Regions from separate parts of the Mus musculus genome. Here all the other regions are linked to region 3. Evidence: chromatin contacts called from public HiChIP or PLAC-seq data. All regions are on one chromosome and are shown on one strand. The core of a region is the stretch at or near the end of the contact, and the rest is flanking DNA. Distances in the headings are between cores, read along the strand shown.

Region 1 (3,070 bases), core at 161-2,660, 160 kb before region 3:
ACTAGAAGTATCTTAAGACAGTTCTTGGGACAATGGAACGAGCTGAGTGTGGTGACACCATCTGCTGATGCCAACAGGAAGGAGCTGAGAAACGTCCATCAGATGGTGACCAGGTCCATATCTAGAGCTCTGCCTCAAACTCAGGAGCCAGAGGAACACAAAGGGAACAAACAATACCCAGTGCCAAGGCCTGCTAAATGCAGTGGGGCGTGGATAAGGGTCAAGTTATTTTAATTCATTCTATATTATTGCTGAAAAATGTTCTTTAAGTGGTAATGTTGCTTGCCTTCTTAAACTGGAAAGAATGCATATACATTATACATACAAGTCAAAGGGTTAACTACTTTGTATCCACTGAATAGCAAATTGTATGCTAATTGTAGTTTGACATGTCTAGAGTTTTGAATAATAACTGTTTTCCTTTCATTTTTTAAATAAATTTATTGTTTAAAACAAATGCTGGAGAGAGAAAAAGGGAGAAACAGATGGAAAAGCAAGTTAGTGTGTGTGTGTGTGTGTGTGTGTGTGTGTGTGTGTGTGTGTTTTCTAGGTGAAAGAGAGACCACTTCCTACCTTTTTCTGTCCTAAGTTTTCCTTGACTTTGGGCTTAAGCACGGCAATGATTATGGCTCTCCCTGCCATGGTGCACAGGTAGTGCATGAGAACATGTTCCAGAACTGGGAGAGCAGGTGCACGCTGGCACATGACCTTCACAGAGACCAGGTCCCAGGAGCCCAGGGCTCTCCTCCCTCCTCACAGTCTCTATCCTAGGACTCAGCAGCCAACAATCCTGTCTTTCTACATACAAAGTCAAAGAGGACAGATAACAATTGCAAATGAAATCTTCCCAAGGCACCAGTTGGCTAAGAACACACAGCTTAGAGGATTAAGTTTCTAAGTAACATGAAATACTGATGTGCTAGAGAGGGGCAGAGTCTGCAGTTACACCAACTCCACCCTGACCCCCACCAGGAATTGTTTCAAGACTACACAGGCCTTCCCTTCACACACATAGAGAACACCAACAGCACCAACAGGACTCTCATTGGTACCTCTGTTCCCAACATGCTCCTTCACCCACTGAGTGGCTGTCACAATACTCTCTGTCTTGGTGACATCCAGGATCACTGTCTCCAGCCTGTCAGATGTCTTGTTCCTCAGCTCCTCGGCTCCCTTCTCCGTCAGACATGCAGCCAGCACCCTCATGCCTCTCCTGTCCAGCTGTCTGGCCAGCAGGGTCCCAAAGCCAGAGTCACAGCCCGTGATGAAGACATATTTGTCTTGGAGATGGCTCACCACCTGCCTCACCCTGAAGAAGCGCAGAAGCGTCCACAGGCCCACCAGTGCCACCAGGTAGAGCCACATGGCTTGTAGAAGTCAAGCAGAGAGAGAGATACTCTGTGTCAAAATGAGCCTGGCCTCTGCTCACACAGGAAGGTGTAGACATCCAGGACTCCACCCTGCTGACGTACAGGCCTCTGCATTTTTTATAATTTTTGCTGCGCCGTGACTCTGGACTTTAACAGGCTTTGGGGCAAAAGTCATACAATGTTCTTTGACTTTATTTATCCATGCCAAGAAAAACACCTCTGATATTCAACAACACGGATATATTCTCTTATAATCCTTGCTTCCTGGAATCAGGTCAGAATACATGTTTGGTTCATTACACAGGGCCCACAATCCAGTCCCAGACTCACCTTGTGTCTCTGCATATTGCACTCTGGAACCACAAAGCAGGACCTTTTGAACAGAATCAAAATCTATTGGTAACCTGTACTTGGACTTAGGACAGCTTACAGGAGAGGACAGGAAGAGCTGGTGCCCTCCTAATACAGCAAGTTATGGAACATAGAAGGGCCAGCCCGAAACATGATAAATTGACCTCAAAGGAATACAAGGTGATGGGACTGGGACCCCAGACAAATCAGGACTCCCAGACCTGAATTGGGAAAGGAAATGACTTTAGATCTCAAGTGGCCCTTCTCCTGGCTACCTGCTTTAAAGCAGATATGAGTACAGATTCTTTTTGAGTTGTGATCTCCATTTGTGTCCTTGGCTTACAAAAGCCAGGAATTCTTGATTATTTTCTACAGAACCTCTAGAGTAGTGTGTGGAGCTTTGCATATGGCTCCTGGTTTTGAGAAATACCTGAATGACTCTCAGATTTCAGCTCAAAATAAACCTGATGCCTTCCTTCAGGAATGATGTCACAGTTCCCTTACCTGGCACTTCCACCACTTTCTGTCCCAACCAGTAAGGAATCAAGCTGTCCTTGTGCTCTCAAGAACCATGGTTCTATCAGGAAGAGGTGCAATAAGGGATTTATTACAGTTCTGCCTTAAGGTCTGGGCCTTGGTTATCAGTGGGTTATCTGTGTATCTGGAGCTGGGCCATTCTCCCTCCAAGCAGGCAGCTGCCCCTGCATCTGCTCTGCATTTGCCCTGCTGTTCCTTCTCTCCTGCGCCTGATTCTGTTTAACTTATGGCTGATATTACTTGTCATCCTGCCTCCACTTCTGTCTCTGCTCCTGCTTGTGCAGAAACTAATAGGACATCCTTCATGTGGCTATTAGCACACATGTCCCCAGAATCCTAGCTTTGAACTGCATCTTGTAAAATGTAGTACTAGGCTTTCTTGACCAAAGTTTTGTGCAGATATTGGTGCTTTGGATCTTGTCTCGCTTCAACAGTGAGTACACTAGAGCACTCCTTCTATGGACATTTTCCAATCTTCTCTCCTACAGTTCTTTCCTTATCAACCCTGATAGTGATGGACACTCTTGTTGGATCAAGGTCTTCTGGAAAATAGGAGGATCTAGATAGGACCCTGGAATTTTTGGGTAAAGTCAGAGAGAATAGGAAAGTGGATGTGGGTCTGTTGCAGGAGCCACAGGGCTGAAGAGAAAGTCTCAGGACACCTCGTTGATTCATGGAGGTTCCCTCAGTCCATCCATCCATCCTGAGATTCTCACACAAGCCAAAGGACAGTGCCAAGCTGTTCCTCTTCTCTGTCCTGAGGAGGGTGGGCTGATCCCATTCCTGGCCAGACCATGTGAATATTTAACAAG
Region 2 (2,905 bases), core at 392-2,891, 130 kb before region 3:
GCTGCCACAACTGGCGGTTATCATGTAGAAGAATGCGAATTGATCCATTTCTATCTCCTTGTACTAAGGTCAAATCTAAGTAGATTGAGGAACTCCACATAAAACCAGAGACACTGAAACTTATAGAGGAGAAAGTAGGGAAAAGCCTCGAAGATATGGGTACAGGGGGAAAATTCCTGAATAGAACAGCAATGGTTTGTGCTGTAACATCGAGAATCGATAAATGGGACCTCATAAAATTGCAAAGCTTCTGCAAAGCAAAAGACACTGTCAATAAGACAAAAAAGACCACCAACAGATTGGAAAAGGATCTTTACCTATCCCAAATTGGATAGGGGACTAATATCCAATATATATAAAGAACTCAAGAAGGTGGACTCCAGAAAATCAAATAACCCCATTAAAAAATGGGGCTAAGAGCTGAACAAAGAATTCTCACCTGAGGAATACCGAATGGCAGAGAAGCACCTGAAAAAATGTTCAACATCCTTAATCATCAGGGAAATGCAAATCAAAACAACCCTGAGATTCCACTTCACTCCAGTCAGAATGGCTAAGATCAAAAACTCAGGTGACAGCAGATGCTGGCGAGGATGTGGAGAAAGAGGAACACTCCTCCATTGTTGATGGGATTGCAAGCTTGTACAACCACTCTGGAAATCAGTCTGGCGGTTCCTCAGAAAATTGGACATAGTACTACCGGAGGATCCCGCAATACCTCTCCTGGGCATATATCCAGAAGATGTCCCAACCGGTAAGAAGGACACATGCTCCACTATGTTCATAGCAGCCTTATTTATAATAGCCAGAAGCTGGAAAGAACCCAGATGCCCCTCAACAGAGGAATGGATACAGAAAATGTGGTACATTTACACAATGGAGTACTACTCAGCTATTAAAAAGAATGAATTTATGAAATTCCTAGGCAAATGGATGGACCTGGAGGGCATCATCCTGAGTGAGGTAACCCAATCACAAAGGAACTCACACAATATGTACTCACTGATAAGTGGATATTAGCCCAAAACTTAGGATACCCAAGATATAAGATACAATTTGCTAAGAACACACAGCTTGGAGGACTCAGTGTAGAGGTAAGAGGACAGACTGATGTGCTAGAGAGGGGCAGAATCTGCAGTTACACCAACTCCACCCTGACTCCCACCAGGAATCTTTCCAGGACTACACAGGCCTTCCCTTCACACAAAGACAGAAAACGAACAGCACAGACAGGACTCTCAGTGGTACCTCTGTTCCCAACACGCTCCTTCACCCACTGAGTGGCTGTCACAATACTCTCTGTCTTGGTGACATCCAGGATCACTGTCTCCAGCCTGTCAGATGTCTTGTTCCTCAGCTCCTCGGCTCCCTTCTCCGTCAGACATGCAGCCAACACTCTCATGCCTCTCCTGTCCAGCTGTCTGGCCAGCAGGTTCCCAAAGCCAGAGTCACAGCCCGTGATGAAGACATACTTGTCTTGGAGATAGCTCACCACCTGCCTCTCCCTGAAGAAGCACAGGAGAGTCCAAAGGCCCACCAGTGCCACTAGAAAGAGCCACATAGTTTGTAGAAGCCAAGCAGAGAGAGAGATACTCGGTGTCAAAATGAGCCTGGCCTCTGCTCACACAGGAAGGTGTAGGCATTGACGATTCCAGGCTTCTGATGTGAAGTCCTCTGCATCCCTATAACTATTGGTGACTCAGTCTCTGGTCATTGACCTGTTCTGATCAAAAGACATATAATGCCCTTTGCCTCTCCCTATCTCACTGCCAAGGAAAACATCACTGATGTTCAGTGACACATATTTATTATCTTATGATCTTTGCTTCCTGGACTCACGTGGGAATATATGTGTGTGTCATTACACATAGCCCATGGTCCAGTTCCAGACTTTGCAACTTGCACTCTGGAACCACAAACCAGGACATTGTGAGCATAATGAGAAACTATTGGTAACCTATGCTTGGACTCAGGACAACTTACAGGAGAGGACAGAGAGAGTTGGTGCCTTCCTAATACAGCAGCTCCTGGGAAGGTAGAGGAAGGGCCAGCCCCAAACATGGAAAGCTGACCTCAAAGGAACACTAGGTGGTGGGGCTGGGACCCCAAACACATCAGGACTCCCAGAGTAGATATGAGGAAGGAAAAGACTTTCCCTCTCAAGTGGCCCTTCTCCTGGCTGCCTGAATTCAAGCAGACATGAGCACATTTTCTTGAGTTGTGACCTCTATGACTGCCCCTGTCTCACCTGAGTCAGGATTTCTTACTTAATTTCCCAGCAAGCCTTGCTCAGAACCTCTAGAGTAGTTTGTAGGGCTTTACATACGGCTCCTGCTCTGGGGAATGTCTGACTGACTCTCTGATTTCAGCTCAAAAATAAGCCTGGTGTCCTTCAGGAATGATGTCACCATTCCCTTACCTGGCACTTCCACAACTTTCTGTGCCAACCAGTAAGGATTCAGACTGTCCTTGTGCTCTCAGGAACCATGTTTCTATCAGGAAGTGCCCCAATACAGGTTAGATTACAGCTCTGCACTAAGGTCTGGGCCTTCTTTATCAGTGTTGACTGAACTGTGAATCTGAAGCTGGGCCACTGTCCTTCCAATGGGCAGCTGCCCCTGGGACTGCTCTGCATTTGCCCTGCTCTTCCTTCTCCACTGTGCCTGGACCTGTATGATGTAGTGCTGCTACTCCTTGTCCTCCTGGCTGCAATCTTGTCCCTCCTCCTTCTCCTGCAGAAGATACTAGGACATTCTTTATGTGACTCTTAGCACCTGTCTTAGTTAGGGTTTCTATTCCTGAACAAAACATCATGACCAGGATGCAAGTTGGGGAGGAAAGGGTTTATTCAGCTTACACTTTCCACATTGCTGATGATCACCAAAGGATGCAGGACTGGAACTCA
Region 3 (3,259 bases), core at 553-3,052:
GGAAGAGAAGAAGAAAGGCAGGGAAAGAGGAGGGAGAGGGAGCAGAGTGCTGGCTCCTGAGTCTCTCAGGGGCCTCAGAGTGGGCTGGGTTGAGGGGGATGGCTCAGTGGTTGATGGGAGGGATGGCTCTCAGTTTATAATGACCTCTCAGAGAGGAGGAGGAGGAAGATGGGATGGAAACTCCCTGGGTCTCCCCAATTCCTCCTGCCTTTTGAGCCTCTTAACTCCCACAGGACTCCCATATAGAAGAGAAGGAGGCCACTTCACAGGACATTGCCTACCCTTAACCATCTTCCCGGTTGCTCTCCCACTCCCTGAGTTCTCACTCCCAAAGGCAGAGTCTTCAACTCTTGCATAGGGTCCTCCAACCAGACTTTGCTCTAAAACTGTCTACCCCGTTGGGTGGGGCATCCCGAAGAGTCACATTTGTCTTATTTTCAAATTTAAGAGAGGATTCTGTTCCCTTTTCCTCCCAGTCTCTGGAATGTTCGGATTCCAGACCTTTGGCCCTATCCTTACCCTACTGGGGACTGGGACCGCCAAGCCAGGAACAGCTCCAATTTCCTCTAAATCTCCCTGTAGAGTGACTCAAGTCTCATCCTTCCCCCACCCCAGACGCCATTAAGCCATATTTTTCTCCTGAGCTGCCGGTAACGTTGCAGGGTCTATAGGTCGGGCTAGGACAAGGACCGTCCTTTCTTGAGATCAGTCCCCTAGGGTGGGAAGGCGGAGCTACACTTCAAGAGGCGGGGCGAGCTTTCCCTTCCAGGCTCCCCCTCCCCGCCGTAGGGGAAGCCCGACAACCTAGAAGCTTCTTCGTAAGCTTGGTGGCCTAAATCTATCCCCTCCACTCCCGCATTCCGAGTCCGCTGGCCGTGTGACCCCAATATCAAAAGTCAAGGGCTTCCCTGAGTTGTCCAATGTGCGTGTATATATGACGGTGGCGGCGCTGGTGGGGGTGGGAAAGGGTGGGAGGAGGTGGAGCCAGGTCAGCATGAGGAGGGTTAACCCCCAGCCGGCTGCCCTCCACGGGGAAATCTCAGGGTTTACTGCGGCCAAAAAAGTGAGGGGGAAAGTCCCCCTCCTCTGGGGCACCATGAGATCTACATCTGGGTCTCTCTCACCCTCCAGCCACACCCTGAGTAGGAACCTTTAGCGGGCAGCAGCTAGGGGTTGGACAGGCTCGGGGACCCTGGAGCATCAACTTCTAGGGAAAGGCAGCCATGTCCCCCAACCCAGAGAACCTTTCTTCTCCTCTGCCCAGCGACTGTCCCAAGACCCAGGAGGCGCAGGGCTGAGGATTGGGGAAAGTGACGCGACACGTTGGGGACCGGAATGTGGAGGCCTGTACCCACCCGAGTCCTTCGAAAGTTGGAAACTGCCAAAACCCAGTGCCGTCAGCTAACCCCAGATGAAACTATTTTCAGGGGACCAACTGCCCCGCCCAGGGGGGAGGATCCGAGAGGCCCCGAAAATCCATCCCTCGTGGTTCGTCAAAGCCCCCCCATAACCTTCCCTACTCGCAGACGTCCCCTCACCTCAGCAGCCCCGCTGCTATCTTCTCCCTCTCTCAGAGGGCACTACCAAGCCCCATGGGTCTGTAGGTCTGTCCAGCGGGTCCTGGGCTGGCCCTAAAAACTCAATGTGTACAGACACACACACACATATGCACACAGGCACGCGCGCACACGCTCGAGCGCGCGCACACACACACAAACACACACACAGGCACGCACGCACTCGTCTCCGGGCCTTCTTCACTGTAAACCCTGGCTGCCCCGGCCTGCTGTTTCCGGCTTCTCTGTCTGCCCAGGTCCCTCCCTGGCGCTCTGACGACACAGAGAAGAGAAAGTGGGCTGGAGGAGGAAGAGGAAGAAAGTGGGGTGAACCTGTATGTACCCGGTGGGGAAGCACGTAGTGGGGAGGGCAAAGCTGGAGCTCCATTGAACCACACTGGAGGGAGGCTGACCTTTACTCTAATCCCCTTAGCACTGATCCATTCCCCACTCCTCGGAAAAGTCACCTAATATCTGGCAGAGGCATGCCACCCCGAACTGCCTAGCTACCACACAAACTTTCTCCGGGCCAGAGATTGGGACCTCGGGGAACTGTGCTATGGGACATCTGGGTTGTGTGCGTCCTCCAGTGGAGGACCCTGAAAAACAGCTGGGAGCCCGAGGCCCCTGCACAATTAGGCTCACCTCCTTCCAAGGCAGGAACGCCTTAGAAGTCCCGTGATACTGTAGGGAGGAAGTGGGGGAGGGGAACCCTTAGCTCAGAATTCTGGAAGTCTCCGGGAGTCCCTTGGAGGAAAAGGAATTCATTCGGGGATACCACGTCCCAAACCCTAGTGATAGCCACTGAGGGCTGCCAGGGTGCCAAGTTTGAATGTGAATATGCTGTGCAACCTTGGCAAAGTTCCTATCTGTTTCTGAGGTAAACACTGAGACACACCCCAAAACAAATATGTGCAATTTCCCTGGCCACAAGAAAACACACACACACACACACACACGCATACACACACACATACACACACGCACACGCGCGTGTCTGAGCTTTACACATGTAGCAGCAGGCTCTCACACATGACAGCCCTCAGAGCCTCTTAGAGTCACACACACACACACACACACACACACACGCCCCTTGTTCAGCCTCTGAATCACCATCATAACCAGAGGACTGTCCTGTAGTTTTTGTTGGGGAGGATAACAAAAGGCCAAACCTGAAAGTCGAGTGTATGGAGGGATAGTCTGAGGGTGGCTGTGTCAAGTTGGAATTTTGGCTTTCCATTGCCTTTCAGGGCTGGGCTGAAAGAGCAAAAGCCAGGCTTCTGGCGCCCCCTGGTGCCTGAGCTGATTCCTCCACTGCACATCCGTGGGCACTGTACACAGTGCAAACTTAGATCCACCCAGGTGCCAGAGCAAACTGTACATGTACATATAATATAATCATGGACTCTGAGCAAGACCTATTTGTGTTCAAGTCCTGCCAAAGATGCTAACTGCAGAATTGGCTGGTTCATTATCTGTAGGACGGAGCACGCAGAGTGGCTTAAGCTGTGGGGTTGTGAGAATAGAATATACTGATACATAAAGGCTCAGAGGAACTCTGGTCACCTAGTAAACAGCAAGCAGGAGGTACTTTTGTTGTTGTTGTTGTTGCTCAGCTACTTGGTTGGACTGTGGTTGTTGATGCTGTTGTTGAGACAAAGGGTCATGTAGCCCAGGATGGCCTTGAAATTGCCTAGTAACCA

The links. HiChIP or PLAC-seq counts read pairs in DNA pulled down with a chosen protein or histone mark.
Region 1: a FOXA1 HiChIP or PLAC-seq map of pancreatic cancer cells shows a contact between it and region 3. The contact joins the promoter of Rdh16 here to the promoter of Stat6 in region 3. A contact is called at or near these places in 5 of 39 promoter capture datasets (embryonic stem cells, hippocampal neurons, liver and 1 more), 1 of 115 datasets of contacts at active chromatin or transcription factors (pancreatic cancer cells) and 1 of 9 other capture datasets (pancreatic islet).
Region 2: a contact with region 3 is called in an H3K4me3 HiChIP or PLAC-seq map of intestinal villus epithelium, with 9 read pairs. The contact joins the promoter of Rdh9 here to the promoter of Stat6 in region 3. A contact is called at or near these places in 3 of 115 datasets of contacts at active chromatin or transcription factors (embryonic stem cells, intestinal villus epithelium and pancreatic cancer cells) and 1 of 9 other capture datasets (liver).

The regions. Positions count from the first base shown.
Region 1 is chr10:127,799,493-127,802,562 of GRCm38.p6, reverse strand. It overlaps Rdh16 (retinol dehydrogenase 16), which reads right to left and starts at 1,410. Exons shown (of 4, transcript NM_009040.3): 1 at 1,053-1,410. The coding sequence starts at 1,365.
Region 2 is chr10:127,775,141-127,778,045 of GRCm38.p6, reverse strand. Rdh9 (retinol dehydrogenase 9) reads right to left here and starts at 1,641. Exons shown (of 4, transcript NM_153133.2): 1 at 1,249-1,641. The coding sequence starts at 1,561.
Region 3 is chr10:127,641,529-127,644,787 of GRCm38.p6, reverse strand. Stat6 (signal transducer and activator of transcription 6) reads right to left here and starts at 1,802. Exons shown (of 22, transcript NM_009284.2): 1 at 1,539-1,802.